Regions from separate parts of the Sus scrofa genome. Here region 1 is linked to region 2. A link is a contact called in public Hi-C data. All regions are on one chromosome and are shown on one strand. Each heading gives the region's core, a stretch centred on a gene start, on an enhancer-like site or on the middle of the called end of the contact. The rest is flanking DNA. Distances are from core to core; before and after follow the strand shown.

Evidence for each region. Hi-C and Micro-C count contacts between places; a contact is called where the count stands out from the background.
Region 1: a contact with region 2 is called in a Hi-C map of skeletal muscle, with 9 times the contacts expected there. The contact joins two enhancer-like sites. A contact is called at or near these places in 3 of 47 Hi-C or Micro-C datasets (heart right ventricle, retroperitoneal adipose tissue and skeletal muscle).

What each region holds. Positions count from the first base shown.
Region 1 is chr8:82,799,692-82,804,253 of Sscrofa11.1, reverse strand. LOC100523624 reads left to right here. Exons shown (of 13, transcript XR_002346751.1): 12 at 1,801-1,967. Among named protein-coding and RNA genes, the nearest start is that of SMAD1, 190 kb to the left of the region's middle. Within about 2 kb of position 2,438, at least 71 of the 83 cell types and tissues checked have an H3K27ac peak or open chromatin away from gene starts, as enhancers often do. A contact at or near this core is called in retroperitoneal adipose tissue and skeletal muscle, where this site is marked.
Region 2 is chr8:82,368,540-82,372,649 of Sscrofa11.1, reverse strand. The region is part of intron 1 of LOC106504715 (a long non-coding RNA gene); the gene reads right to left. LOC106504714 (a long non-coding RNA gene) reads left to right here. Exons shown (of 2, transcript XR_001298397.2): 2 at 1-3,961. Among named protein-coding and RNA genes, the nearest start is that of LSM6, 58 kb to the left of the region's middle. Within about 2 kb of position 2,184, at least 61 of the 83 cell types and tissues checked have an H3K27ac peak or open chromatin away from gene starts, as enhancers often do. A contact at or near this core is called in retroperitoneal adipose tissue and skeletal muscle, where this site is marked.

The sequences.
Region 1 (4,562 bases), core at 1,189-3,688, 430 kb before region 2:
GGACTCACCTTCTTCACGCTCATTCTGCCACCCAGCATCTGCTGACATGGCCCTCCAGAGCAGGGGCTTTGTCTTGCTTCATCAGACTTTCTCAACACCCAGTAATCTTTAACAGGATGTTAAAACAGGATTCTTTTTATATCTTGAGAGTTCTGGCAGAGACTCTTAGAGAAAGAAAGAATAAAAATTGGTTTCTACAAGCACCCTACTGACTCTACCTCATTTAATATAAAAGTTACAGTGATTTTTGCTGTCATAGTACTTTCCTTTATTAAGATTTCTCTTTAAATTGACTTTAAGAATTTGGCCTCACCATAAGTAATTATATTTACAATATCATGGGTTTGGTATGCTAGTTATGTGCATTAGAAAAAAAAAATCTGACCATTAAAATAAAAATGTTATTCAATTACCACCTGACATTATCAGAAGAACCACCAGTATATCTACATATGACTTTGTAAAATGCTAGTCTATGGGCACCAACTAGTTAATCTGATAAATTTAGCTAATGGGACAGAGTTGGACAGCCTACCTCCCAGAAAATAGATTAGTTCCCAGGTAACTAATCTATTCAATGGTGGCCTTCTAGAAATGGTGCGTTTTTCTTCACTTTTCTGCTTTAGGACCTGGTAATTTTCCTAGCATGGGAAGCCTGTGGCAGGCTGTGCAGGGAGTTATCTGGGGGCATTTGAAGCTGGGCAGTCTGTTGAACGTTTTTCTGAAGCCAAGGGCCCTCCCTTCACTGCAGACTTGGTGCATGCTTCTAGGAAGGGTAGTTGATTTCCTGAAAGTATATTTACTGCTCCCTGGCCTCCTGGGAGTTGCCTGGGAGAATCATTAACTATTGTTAAATAAATAAATCCCTCTTGCTGTACAGAGTTGTACTGGTGCCAAGCAATTCCATTGCCAATGTCCGCAGCTGTTCCGGGGAACAGTTGCCTGTCTCTTTGAGGTGCTTCCCCGACTCCCTCCCCAATGTGAATTTTCTATACTCACAGTAGCCTCTTTTAAGTCAACAATTCCCGACAAATTAATGACATTACATCCTGCTCATGTTTTTATGGTGCAACAACAGGCTCAAAGTACAATACCCCCCCCCCAACACAGGCACACCCCACACAATTAATATGGGGTACTTGCTTGGGAAACTCTGGGCCTAGAATTCTGACTGGAAAATAAATCATAACTTTCAATTCATAGGACAAGGCAAAATCTTAATGTTTTTAAGAGGCACTATATTTGGGGGGGAGGGGAACAAGCATTGAGAAGTAAAATGTACAGATTCCTGCATCAGCAGTAAGTACGGATTGAATGAAAATTTCATCCATCATTGACAATATTCTCACTTTAAAAAGGATTTGCTTGGTGTCCAGCTGTCTTCTAAATATTTATATTTCTGGATCCTATCTTCCAGAAGTTCATAACTGTAACATTAACTGGAAAGCAGAGAAATCCACATCCAAGACTGTCTGGACTAAAGGGATGGTAGGGAAGACGGGGAAAGAATCTCACTGTTAAAGGCTGATTAAAGGCCAGTAGAGAAGCACTGAATCCTTTGGTTATTATTGATTCCTAGAGTGCTTGCCCTTTTTTTTTCCCCCTCTTCTGCTTATTGATCTGGCCTTCCTGACAGCGACAGAATATATGAAATAGGAAGTTAAGGGAGATGGAGGAAAAGGCAGGAACAATCCCAGTTCTTGTTTGTTATCGATGTCCTGGCAATTTAATTCCCAATTCTGTGCAAAAAGTAACCTTAGTGGATGGGCGATCGCTGACAACCAGGCCATTTTTCTCCAGTTTCAGGAACCGTGTGATTCTACAAGCAAGGCTAGCTCATCTGAAGACTCACAAGCGGATCAATACTCCGTTTATAGTCTGGGAGGGCCGTTCTCGACATTTGGCTGAGTCGGAAAACGAAGCCACAGAGCTGGAGGCCCAGAGCCTGCTTAATTACCGCCTTTGAGGTAGGAGAGGGCCTGGGAATGCCCAGACCTGAGAAGGTTGCCTTTCTTGAGCACTTCCTTGGACTTCAAACGACTTCATCTCTCTCTCTCTCTCTTTTTTTTTTTTCTTTTAAACTGGATGAGAGGACAAAGTTGTTAGAATTATTATTAAATTTTCCTTTAAAAATAACTACTTGGAACCACACCTCTCTGTAAGAACGACAGAAATGGTGTCTGTGGCTCCGACAGCTGTCGGCTCTGGCGTCCAACGAGCCCTTCCATCTGGGAGTCCCGGGCAGGGAAGGGCGCAGGGGCGTGAGAAAGGCTCTTTTGTATTCAGAGCAGTCGCCGGCAGAGCCGCAGCCTAGCACTGCCAGGTTTTCCTCGGCGCAAGGCGCCGCCGGGAAGCAAATTGGCTCGGGCCGAGGGGCTGGTGGGGGTGACCTGCGTCGCGGCGGGGGCGGGCCCCTGGGGGCGGGGCGAGTCGCGGCCTTTCTCGCCCGGCCTCTCTCAGGAGGGCCCCCGCGCCATAAGCCCCGCCCACGGCCCCGCCCCTCCCCGCCGATGTCTTCCTCTCCCTGCTCCTCCCCTCTCCTCGCCTTCTCCCTCTCCCCAGGTCTTCTCTCCCCACGATCCTCCTCCCCCTGCAGTCGTGGTCCGTCGCCTGCTCCTCTTCCGGGTCTACGACCCTCCTCCCACTGCATTCTCCCCCACCCCCGCCAAGACTGCCTCTCCCCCCAACCCCCAACAATTCCCACCAAGGGCCACCCGCCACCCGTGCCGAGGGCGCTGGAGGGAGGGCGCAGAGACCCTCTCGGGCGCGGGAAGGCCCCGCCGTGGTCCGGGACGCAAGGGGCCCCCAGCAGCTGCTGTCCCACCCAGGGAGGCAGGACCACGAGTGGTTGCGGAAGTAGCTGTCTTCCTCCGCATCCCTCGCCCTGCTCTCTGCCCCCAGTGCCATTTACTCCCATTTGGCAAACTGTCCTTCTCGATATGATTTGTATTAAATAGAAAAAGTAATTAAAAGTCGCACCACCACTCGTACCTCCCCCGCCCTCCCAAACCTCCTAGAGGTTATTTCTCTTCTTTAGCCCAGGTTAGACTAAATACATTCCCTGGAAGCCATCTGGTCTGATTCCCAGGATCCCCACGTATGGTTTCCATTAAACTCGCCAAACCATGCATTGAAAGTGCTGCCTTGGAACCACTCAGGAACCTCCAGGATTTTTGCCCTGGCCAGCCTCATGGATCTCGGGCAGAGGGAGGTAAAGGCCTCTGCTGAATATGTCAGTACCGAATGATCCTGGCCTCATGCTGTAATTATATGCTTTACTACTCCGAGAACATACAGTCCTCTGTGTTATTCATTCTTTCAGTATTTGCGTGTGTTTTTTTTTTTTCCTGTATGCAAAGCAGAGCTTGTTAGAATACTCTTAATTCTAAAACTCCATGTGAGCAGCTGTACAGAGGACTTTACAAAATAACCTGGCCACAGAATTATTTTGATCAGCAACATTTATGTGGATGGGTCTACATCTTCTCCCTTGCTGTCTCCCATTCCTACCCCCGACCCAAGACAAAAAACAAATATTCGCTGTGGAAAAAGAATCCCTTACATGTGGGTTGGGGTTTTCGGTCTAAGAAAAAAAGGGAACAGATAGGTTCATATATCATAATGTTAAAACTGGAAAGTTCCTTAGAATTCATCAACAGTAAGTCTGTCGTTTATTGAAGAGATTCAGAAAGTGTAGTTTAGGGAAGGTCACGTGGCTAATGAGTAAAGGACTAACTCAGAACGGCACCTAATTTGAGGAGAAGACTTGGCTAGATATCAAGTGCTTTATCACGCAGAGAAAAAAGACCCATCAAATTCAGTTCAATTGTAGCAATCCCCCCCACCCCCCGTCCCCCGATTTTGTACTTTACAGACTGCTTTCTGTCCTGCTCTGTCTCTGTCTTGCCTATTTGAGGAGTTACAGCCCTTTGTTCCTTTCCCTAACCTAGGCTTCACGCCTTTCTTTTTTTCTTTCCTTCCTATCCCCCACCCCACTCGAGCCCCAACCATGAGATTTTATTTGGATTTTTAAAATGAAACCAGGTGCTGCTTAAAACAAAAGCAAAGTAATAACAAGGAAAGACTATCCAACGCCTAAGGAATGTGCTGAGTTTTATGACTCAGGCTGTCCTGGCAAAGCGTTCGGACTTACACGGAGAGGTAGGTGGCACAGAGCAAGGACCATACATGGCAGCCCCAGCCTCCCCAGATAGGCACAGTCTAGGCAGCCTGTGACTCACTGCATGGAACCAAGACTTCCCAAGGCTAGAGCCAAAGGATCATCAGCTTTTCTCAACGAGGCCAGTCCAGGCTGACATAGCAGGGGCCATCCTGAGGTTTGGAGGGAAAGGGAGCCTGGGCAGAAGGCCATCCCTGGGAAAGAGACTGGCTTGATGGCCTTGAGCTAGGATTTTGGTACATTGAAGAGATGAGTAAACTGCATAGTAACATGAAAATGAGCACGTACTGTTTTGGAGACAAAGGCTTGGGGCCTCCAGGTGACAGGATTGCCACAGTGCCTCAGAGGAGGGGGATGTGTGGCATTGTTGCTGGGAGCCCCA
Region 2 (4,110 bases), core at 935-3,434:
ATGTCTGGCTTGAACACGTAACCCAAGAGGGAAGGGGGGTCACTGCACAACTGGGAGGACTAGACACTTGCAGACCCCAGAGACCCTCCCATATCCTTCGGACACGAACACTGATAGCAGGAGCCCAGTCCAGTTAAACCAGACTTCTTAGGAGTGGAGCCCACGTCCATATTCCATGAAGCTTTCTAGGTGACGCCAACATGCTGCCAGGCTAAGAACCACTGCTTTAGATTCCGATGAATATAAACTGTAAAGCCAGGGGCCCTCTTGTGTGTTTGTTTTCTGCTCTATCCCCTGGCATCTAGCACAGTGCCTGGTACATGGTAGAAATTGAATACAGATTTATTACAGGAAAGGAGAGTGTGTGAAACAAGGCATTTCTATAATAGAAACAAATCTGTATATGGTGAGGCCATGCAGGGAACTCTACTCAACATCTTGTAATAACCTAGAATGGAAAAGACTCTAAAAAAGAATACATACATTTATATATGTATTTGTATCACTTTGCTGTATACCAGAAACTAACACGGCACTGTAAATCAACTGTATTTCAATACAAATTTAAAAAAAATTAGGCCACACAGGGCATGTATAGAGGGGAGTTACCTCCCAGCCCCCACAAGAACCCTGTGGTCACACACACGTTTGTCCCTTGCTGTCCCAGCACAAGCAAACACGCAGCACCCGCTCAGTCGCTCCCGAGTGTCAAGACAGTTGTGGCTGTCCTCTGGATCTAGGCTATTTAGTTGACCCCAAATCACCCAGGGCTGTGGTCCAGTTGACTTCCTCCGTTCCCTCCAGAAGTGCTGGTGTGACAGCATGGCTCACAGAGAAGAGGCTTGAACCCTAACACTTTCAGCTGCATGCAGCCCACTACGGGCTGTTATCTCTCTCCACCAGCAGCTGAGGAATAGTCAGGGGTCACTTCCAGCGGTGTTTTCTTCCTTCCTGTTCTTGCTCAGGGTCCGGCAGTAATGACTTTGGCAGAAGTGTTGGGTCACCTTTTCCCAGAGTCAGGCGACCCTGTCTCCCTGGCTGCTGGCTGAGAGGAGCCTTGAGAAGGGGAGCCAAGGAGGAGCCCTGGGTGTGGACTTGGAGCATCTGAGTTAGTCTGGCGGAGGAGCATTTCATCAGCATCTCTACAGGCCCAGGGAGTCTGTCATCTATTGCCAGGCTTGGGTACCACTGTCTAGAGCTGCAGGAGCCACATGTTTGATAGTGGGTAGAACCAGTGTTGGTCTCGGTCCTTCCTCTACTTTAGCAGCGTAGTGTTAACCCACTTCGGACAGCGCAGTGTGCCTGCCTGTGTCAAATCTTTGAGCTGGGTTGGGATCTCATTTTTTATCTCCCCATTTCCACCGAGAAAGACGGCATAGGAAAAAAAAATCTGGAAATAAGACAAGCCTTAATTCAAACCTCGACAGTGCTACTGATATCTCTTAAACTCAGTTTTAACATCTATAAAAGGCAGATGATATAATTTACTGGGCAGGTTTATTGTGAGGCATAGATCTTAGGGCTATTGTGAGATGGTGTTGTTTGAATCCTATGGAAGTATTATTTCACCATTGGGCTCTGAGCTCTTTGAAGGTACAGACAGCATTTTCTGTTTGTCTTTGTATCCTTAACCTCTAACACAGTAAATAGCTGGCACATACTAGATGCTTAAGGTAAACTTCTCAGAGCAGTCTGCCCAGATGCTTCATCTCAGGATCCCCTATATATCCCATTATACCCTCTTGGTTTCATTCATGGCCTCAACTTGCTATATTTGCTTGTGTATCCTCTTTCTCCAAATTAGACTGTCATTTCTATGCTGTCAGGACTTTGTCTTGGTGTTCAAAGTCTAGAACCGTGTCTGGTACACAGTAGGTGCTCAACATATGTGTATCCAGTGGAGAAAGGAAGAAATGGCAGCTATTTTACGAGGACTCATAGTAGCAGTGATTGCACGATGAACTGGAATCAATCCAAACAGAAAAATGAATTGTCTCTGGACAGCTCAGCAGAAGGGGTGAGCACCGCCAGAAGCCCTTGGAGTTTCCTCCTCAGAGAATTCTGCCTGGGAACCTTTCTTTAGGGCTGGTGATTTCCTCAGGCCTCCGCCAGGAGGCCCTTCATGCTGAAGTGAGCAGCGTGAATGAGGTTTCAGGACCCGGACAAGGGCTGCCTCGGAAGGAGCCTGAACTGGGGCCCTCTGAGGCGTGGGGGAGGGGGCCACACCCTCTCCTGGGCTTGGCACCAGGGGAAGGCTCCAGACGGCGCGGGCTCTGTGCCAGCCTGCTTGGTTCCAGTGGGAAAGCTGACCTTGGCCAGGAAGAACCAGGAAGAGGCACAAATGACTCATTGTCCCACATCCTCCAAGGTGAAAACCCAGCAGTGTGTGTGGCCTCTGGGGCTGGACGCTATTGCAGCCTTGGCTCCCTCCGCAGCCCAAATAAAAGCAGTCGGCCAGCAACTCCGGCGCAGCCCAGGAATACAACGCATGGATGTCACCCATTGTCCCGTTCCACACACTTCCCTGCACTGAAAGTTCCTGAACACCGTGTGTAAGTTCCAGTTCTAAAAGTGGAGCACTATTTCCTTCTAAAGACTTAAGACAGCCTTCATTTCCAATCAAGGGCATGTGACATTGTATGGACTCGTGGAAGAAACGGGATCTATTTTCAGGTCACGTGTGAAGAAGGTTGCGGTGGAATGTGCTTTATTTTTATTCACGAGTTTGGGATCCAAGTCACATTTGTAAGATGCGCCACTGCCTTAAGATTCCCACTAGAGGGCACTCTTGGAAAATATTTATAAGTACATATTTTATTGCTGTCAAGGAAATGCTGTTTTTTAGAAGAAGGGTGGGGGAGGGAACCCGCCAACCGGTCTGAATTTCAGGACAAGCCCTTTGCCTTCACTGGGAACTACTCCTGATTCTTTCAGAAGCGCAGCGAGAGAAGGAAGCTGGAGAGCCCAGGGCAGCTGCTTTCTTGTCCTCTGTCCTTTTATCCACGTGGAACGCAGCTGGCCCTCCGGCCTGAGCCCAAATCCCCTCTGCGTCATGGGGTGGGGGGCGCGCAGCCCCACCTGCCTGGAGATTCCTCTTGGAAAAGGGCTTAGAGATGCTGAACTTGGAGGCTTACGGTTTGGTTGGGGGCCTTCCCTTGCAAGCTAGCAGTGGCCGGAAATCCTCAGAAAAGTGCCAGAAAGGGTCAGAAGGGTGGCTGGGGCGCCAAACAATTAAAAATAGGGCTTCCGGGCAGGCAGCCATGGAGATCTGGCTCGATATGTAAATAAGTGTAAATAAGAGCAAGCCTCGGTGCTTGCTGGAAGAGTGCTGTGCACATTTTGTGCAGCCAGGGTTGCGGGGGGGGGGGGGGGGGGCGGCCCTTATTCTGCATACAGCCCAATTTGTAGAAGAAAAAACTTTTTTTTCTACCACAAAAGAAAATAGCTCCATTGAGTTCCATTGGCGGGGCAAGGGAGGAGATTATTCTTAAAGTTAGATTTTGTATTCAACGAATAGAAGAGTGTCAATGAACAAATGAGAACTGATTTTTAGCCACTAACGCCTTGATTCTGGAGCATAGCTGATACCTAGCACTCAACTCTCCCATCCTTGAACATAAACTACTTCTATCCCGGGCTCTGTCCCACTGCTGTGTGTCACCTTTTAAAGTTGACATTAATTCACTCATGTGAGTGACTTCATTTCATCCTGGAATGAGCTCCGTGAGGGGGTGTTACCATCATCATCCCTATTTCACAGAAGGAAACCAAACTCAGAAAGGGGCAAAGACACACAGCAGTGGGACAGAGCCTGGGACAGAGGCAGTTTACATTCTTCCGGGAATCTCTTACTGAGCATCCGCCATACACCTGGCCCCCTGCGCTAGGTGTGATCTGCTGCTGTTTCTTGTGCTTCCTCAGAAAAAAAAAGGAAAAAAAAAAAAAAAAAAAAAAAAAAAAACCGGCTCTCCAAAAGTCAAGGTAAGCCTTTGAGTTCACTTGGGACCATTCCCCAATTCTTCCTGAAGAATGGCTAGAGAAGAAAATGGGGAAGCACAAAGGCAGCCACTTCCTTTGTCCACAAGGGAATCTTTCAGGTAGTCAGAGCCC